Regions from separate parts of the Zea mays genome. Here region 2 is linked to region 1. Evidence: chromatin contacts called from public Hi-C data. All regions are on one chromosome and are shown on one strand. The core of a region is the stretch at or near the end of the contact, and the rest is flanking DNA. Distances in the headings are between cores, read along the strand shown. Region 1 holds the start of LOC100383433 (Phox (PX) domain-containing protein). Region 2 holds the start of LOC103638736 (premnaspirodiene oxygenase).

Region 1 (3,251 bases), core at 323-2,822:
GGTCTTCTTCTTAAAAAAAATACCTGGGGGCTGTCTTACCCCCCGCAGGTCGAGTTTTTTTAGATAGACAAAGGTGGGAGAAATAAAAAAAGCATAAAAATAACACTTACAACGACAGATTTCAAAAAGCTATCGGCTGTGACACCAGTTTCAGGTGTTTGGGTGATCCAAGAAGGCATCATCACACAGTAACTCCAACCTGTTTGAGGGTTGTGTGGCCATATGGTGTTCCTTCCCTCCTGTATGCAGTCAATAAGCAATGAGCCTGTGAGATGTATTGACCAATGGATAGTTTCAGAGTTGTGTGGAAACAAATACTACAGTGAGTAGATGAAATGTTTCTTGTTAGAACACGGGCAGCTTTTCATGGAAATTCTGCCACATATGCATGCATCAGTGAATTTTGCCCAATAGGCATGCAGAATTATTTCAGGCAGAAGTAGTGACCATTGGGACAGCATTGGAAGAAATTAAAATGATAACACGAAAAGGATCAAAACATCAAGCAGCTAAATTACAACTGGCACCTATATTCCAGGTAAGCAAAGCTACACTCAAGACTCCACAGAAGAGAAGACACAAGACACCTACTTATTAACAAGGCAATCAATATTTTGAAGCTGGGTACATCTGATTTTTTTCAAGACCACTCAGCAGAAGTACACCATGAAACTCATAATCAACTCCTTGCAAGAGAAACATAATACAAAATCCTAGTAAAGTGAACAAGAAAAATGGAATCGACTCATCCAATCCCACTGTGTAAACTAACGTGTCAAGTCCCTATTCTACTGTTTGCCAGTTAAACAGGAGAAATCTAACACCCTAATCGAAGGAAAGCTCTAAGTTACTGAATCAGCAACCATGCACAACGGGTCGCTCTACTTTGGCGAATTTTACTGCAGATCCTAACGCACACATTTGATACCTGGACCCAATACTAGCACGCGCTACTCAGCTGCAGCAAAATCCAGGTCGAAAACGCCTGCCCACGATCGACAACCCCCAATACACTAAAACACATCTACGTCCCCAGAACGGACTGAACCAGCATCAAATCTAGCCCTTGAGGTGGGATCGCCGGTCTCCCCAGCAGGTAGCAACGTAGCTGGCGGGGCACGCATCTGCCTCCGAGATCATAGCGGTGCATGGATCAAGACGAGCCGGACGGTGCACCTCGACGGGGTTGGGTAGTAGAGATGCGAGAGGGGGGTCGCGGGCGGCGGGCGCTTACCCATCTCTTCGGGGGAGGGCTCCAGTCCATGCCGAGAGGCAGCGGCGAGGTACCGTCGTGGCGGTGCTTCGGAGGGCTCGGCGCCTTCCTGCGCGATCCCGCCGCCGCCGACGTTGCCATCGCCGCCGGTCCGACGTCACCCGCGGGGCACGGTGGTGGTGGGATCGGGGCGGACGAATCTGCCAAGGCGTCGCGCCGACGATTCTAGTCTCCCTACTACTGGGCTGGAAATTAGAGGGAAGCGAGGGGAGCTGAGGCGGACGCGGTGGCGGTCGGGCGGACGCTCCCGCGGTCGCATCAAACTGTCAACGCCAGGCAAGGCAGCGACCGCCCTTGGCCGTCCCCTGCCACGGTTGGTTCCGCCGCGGTGGTGCAGAAATTTGGATTTTCTTCTACAAGGCGCTTCGCATTTTGAGAGATTCTGATATTTGTCATCAGCAACAAACAGGTTTGTAAAATTGCCATCAGATCCACATTTCATAGACACAGCTGGACCCACAATTCATAGACACAGTGGTAATTATAACAAGAAGACAACGTTGTGAGTGGCAAAAATCCAATTATATTCTATTGGTATACTAACTTCGTAGAAATAGAATTCAAAATATATTCTATTTTTCTATATACTCATTCCGTTATTTTTTACCGTGGGCTGAGAGCACGCGTCCACGGTGGTCTACACCGCCTCCGCTCCGGTATGTGCGATTCCTGCACTCTTTGCTCTCCCTCCCTCCTCGCTCCGCTACATCCCCCACAGTCCACACCACTCGTCTCTCCTCTGGCTAAGTTCTTATCTCTACTAACTATTAAGAGCTTAATGTAGACCACATCCGTGCCCCCGCTCCATCCTCTACATGCATGCATGCAATCCTCTGCGTTCCCGTGCGTGGCCACGCATGCAACCGGCCTCAGTCTGCATGCAATCCTCTGCTGGCGTCTGCGGCGTCCCCGTGCGTGGCCACACATGCAGCCGGTCCCAGTCTGCATGCAACCACTAAACCCACACACGAATCACGCATGCAAGTATGCAACTAAATTGGTGCATGCAACCATGCATGCAAACGCCTTCGCTCCATGCAAAGCTTGCATGTGCACAGTCGTGCAAGTATGTAAATGTGAATGTCATTTGAATCATGGTTGTTTGCTTTAAACTCACATCTGTCTAGCCAACATGACACACACATTTTTCGTTTTATAATTTATAATCAAGTATAATATAGAGTTTTATAAAAAAATAGGGGAAAATTAAAACCGGGTCGTGTTCCGGCCAACCATGATACTTTTTACGTGAGTTTGCTACCTCGATGCGCTGTATGATTTTCTTTGCGTTTAATATCAATTATAACTATGATAACTAATTTTTATTCGTTTTGTACCAAAAATATAGATTGGTCAAGTCGTTTAGTAAAACAACATATCATACATACTTGCAAATTGTTTTCACGTCATAATGAAATATATATCCATATGCAAATTAGCAAGTCAATTTTTAGAATAGTTCATAGCCATCGGTTCAGAACTTTATGCGAAAGAATGTTGGCTCTATGTCTGCTTATACGAAAGAATATTGTCTCTTCCCTTTCCTATAGGAGGGTGAAATAAGTTTTACTAGCAGCGTCGTACCGGAGGTGCCAGTAGCCTCAGTGTGCCAGTCGCTTCTCAAGATGGCCTCACTGGCAGCAAAATATTCTCTGATGAGTTGACTCGCATGCTTGACTGGGATTGTACTTTATCTCTTCTGTCAGCTAAGCTCTGGTGAATTCCTCCGGCATCAACGTTAGCACGATGGTTCGTCCAACCGAGCATGTCCCCGATTCACAAAACTATATAGTTGGGAACCTCATAGGTAGATTCATAGTAGTTAACAGTTTGCTTAAACAAACTGACGTGGTTGTTTGATCTACGCAAAAGATGGCACTGGTTGTTGGTTTTAATAGTGAAATGTCATCCTAACCATTTAACTAGCTATGTCCAACATATTATGTATTTATTTCTCTAAATATTGTCACCTGCTCTC
Region 2 (3,251 bases), core at 385-2,884, 260 kb before region 1:
AGGTTTGCATACAAGGTCGCTCACGCTCCCCCATGTTTTGCTTTTAAAGAGAAGAGGTACTCCGAGAAGCTCGCACAAAAAAGGGGAAGGGGAGAGATTCAAGGGCCTTACGACACATAAAGCTAGGGAACGAAGTTTACTTTATTACTTTAGGGTAGCGGTGTCTTCTGTGAATGTTGTTTTAACAGAGAATGTTGTTTTTAAGAGCTCAGCTCCCCAGGTATTATCCTAGCGTACTTTGTTTATGTGGTGCTTTGGAGGATTTGGTTTGTTAGTGATGCTGGTGTAATGATATGTATTGTTGCTTTATAGACGTATATGCAATATGATGGTCGACAAGTGTGCCTTCTGTGACAACAGATTCCATGGGTGCCAGGTACTTTCCTTTCTTATCTTCTTCAGAAAAATGCCCTTACATGAGTTTCTTGTTACAAGAAATTGGATCTTAGACTGAAAAACAAATGCAAGTTAAAATATTACAACCCTACAAACAGAGATGGATACTATGTAGCATTTGCGGATCTAGAAGGTTTAACCTGACAAGTGGAGATGTTCTAAGAGCATGTTTGGTTGGCCGCCGCAAACGCCCACACGCGCCACAGATTTTGTGTCGCGGTTCTGGCGGCCAAATCGAGTGCCGCGGCTTAGGCGCGGTGCGGCGGTTTTGGCGCCACACCAAACAGGTCTTAAGTCTCTTTGTCGGCTTACTCCATGCCTTTCTTAAGCTAATTTCAGTACACATAAAAAACTATAACTAGACAATAAGGATATTTTGCTTCCATTTTCGTAACATACATATTTTCTATGACTTATATTTTCTATGACTTGCCGCTCAGGACACTTGTGATCTTCCTTGCAGTCTAATTTAATCAAGACCAGGGCACCAATCGAAAGTCTAATTTATTATTACTCATGATACTTGCTGCTATACTCTTGGTCTTCTTGTGTACACTTGCAAGAATTTCTAATTTTACACATTTCCTTTCATAACCACATCTAATGTATCGTTATTGGTCAGATACTAGATGCAATGGACTATCTTTTAGCTGAGATGTCTTGATAGGGCGCTCGTAATGGCGCCTGATGTTCTAGTTGTAAAATAGTAACGTCTTGTTCGTTTGTCCAGGAATAGACCAGTAATCATTCCAAATAATCAAAACTTGTATAAATTAGAGAAACGACCCGACTAGGAATTATTTCATGCCTCCATTCCAGTAAAAACGAACTGCCCCTAAGCGAAATCAGAAGGGTAAAAACTAGATGTGACATCTTCTGGCGGATAACTTCATTATCTGAATTTTCAATTGGACGTTTTATATATGTTGTTTTTACTATCTCAATAAAAGGAACATAATGATGGGATCTATTTTATATTTTATTAACTACGTAAAATAGATAGTTTTGGTTGTTAACGGATAGCAATCAAATAAGCACCCCTATAATTGGACCGCATATTAAACAATTTGTATTTTTATTCGACATCGCTGTATCTTGTCAGTGGACGCATTATTATTTATTTACACCACATTGCTTCTAGATCTGAATGCGAATCCCCATACAGTATAGAAGCAATCTGGAAACGTGCTATTTAAAATATGCCGGTCCACGGGGCATCTCATTTCCTGGAAATTTGTTTTTTTTTTTTTTTTTTGGCAACCTGGATCATGTTAGCACTACACTTAAACGAACTCTGCTCTACTATGCAGTACTACTAGAAGTCAAGGAAAACTCCGAGGTGCAACTGAAACCATGGACCAAGAAATCCAATCATCCTACCATCACCTCTTCTTGGTGGCGATCCTGCTGCTGCCGCTCCTCGTCGTCAAGCTCAGGCGGCGCAACCACGGCAATAAACCGCCTCCCGGCCCATGGCAGCTCCCGGTGATTGGCAGCCTGCACCACCTCGTGGGCGCGCTCCCGCACCGCGCCATGCGTGACCTGGCGAAGCGGCACGGCCCGCTCATGCTGCTCCGCCTGGGAGAGCTCCACGTCGTCGTGGCGTCGTCGCCCGACGCGGCCCGGGAGGTCATGAAGACACACGACGCCGCGTTCGCAACGCGGCCCCGGACCGCCACCATCCGGGAGCTCACCCGGGAAGGCCTCGGCATCGCATTCGCGCCGCACGGCGAGCACTGGCGCCAGCTCCGCAAACTCTGCGTCACCGAGCTGCTCAGCGCGCGGCGCGTGATGTCCCTCCGCCGTGGGCGCGAGGCCGAGGCCGCCAACCTCGTCGCGTCCGTCGCGTCGTCATCGAAGCCCGTGAACATGAGCGCCCTCCTCGCCACGTACGTCACCGACGCGGTCGTCCGTGCCGTGGTGGGCGGCCAGATCAGGGACCGCGACACGTTCCTGGAGAAGCTGGACGAGGGCGTCAGGGTGGCCGCGGGGTTCAGCCTCGCCGACGTGTTCCCATCGTCCAGGATCGCGCGAGCGTTCAGCGGGGCGGCGCGGCGCGCGGAAGCGCACCACCGCGCGATGACACTGCTCATGGACGGCGTCATCGCGGAGCACCAGGAGAGGAGGGCGGCCGGTGCTGGAAACGACGAGGAAGACCTGCTAGACGTTCTACTGAGAATCCAGAAGGACGGCGGCCTGCAGGTCCCCCTCGACATGGGCACCATCCGCGCCGTGATCATCGTAAGCTCAGCTCTCTCTCTCCCCCAACGTTTTCGACGAAATTACGTCGCCTTTTGCAATGTGTTGACATTATTTGTATTTTTCGAATGGGGCGTCGTGCACTTAGGATCTTTTCAGCGCGGGGAGCGAGACGACGGCGACGACGCTGCAGTGGGCCATGGCGGAGCTGATGCGGCATCCGGCGGCGCTGCGCAAGGCGCAGGCCGAAGTGCGTCACGTGCTCGCCCGTCAAAACCGCGTGCCGGAGGACGCCCTGCCAAAGATGCATTATCTGCAGCTGGTCATTAAGGAGACTCTGCGTCTGCACGCTGCAGTGCCGCTGCTTCTCCCGCGTGAGTGCCAGGAGGAGACGCGCGGCGTCCTAGGGTACGACGTGCCCAAGGGTGCCATGGTGCTGGTCAACGCTTGGGCCATTGGCCGGGACTCCGCGAGCTGGGGCCCCGACGCCGAGGAGTTCCGGCCGGAGAGGTTCGAGGACGGCAGCGTCAGGGCGGAGGTGGACTTCAGGGGCACGAACTTCGAGTTCGTGCCGTTCGGCGCCGGACGGAGGATCTGCCCCGGCATAGCGCTTGGCCTCGCTGTCATGGAGCTCGGTCTCGCTAGCCTCCTCTTCC

What was found. A called contact is a pair of places that touch in the nucleus more often than the background predicts.
Region 2: a Hi-C map of ear shows a contact between it and region 1, with 2.0 times the contacts expected there. The contact joins the promoter of LOC103638736 here to the promoter of LOC100383433 in region 1. A contact is called at or near these places in 2 of 25 Hi-C or Micro-C datasets (ear and tassel).

The regions. Positions count from the first base shown.
Region 1 is chr9:100,099,897-100,103,147 of Zm-B73-REFERENCE-NAM-5.0, reverse strand. It overlaps LOC100383433 (Phox (PX) domain-containing protein), which reads right to left and starts at 1,572. Exons shown (of 10, transcript NM_001176083.1): 1 at 1,235-1,572; 2 at 111-239. The coding sequence starts at 1,354.
Region 2 is chr9:100,364,402-100,367,652 of Zm-B73-REFERENCE-NAM-5.0, reverse strand. It overlaps LOC103638736 (premnaspirodiene oxygenase), which reads left to right and starts at 1,634. Exons shown (of 2, transcript XM_008661569.4): 1 at 1,634-2,637; 2 at 2,744-3,251. The coding sequence starts at 1,750.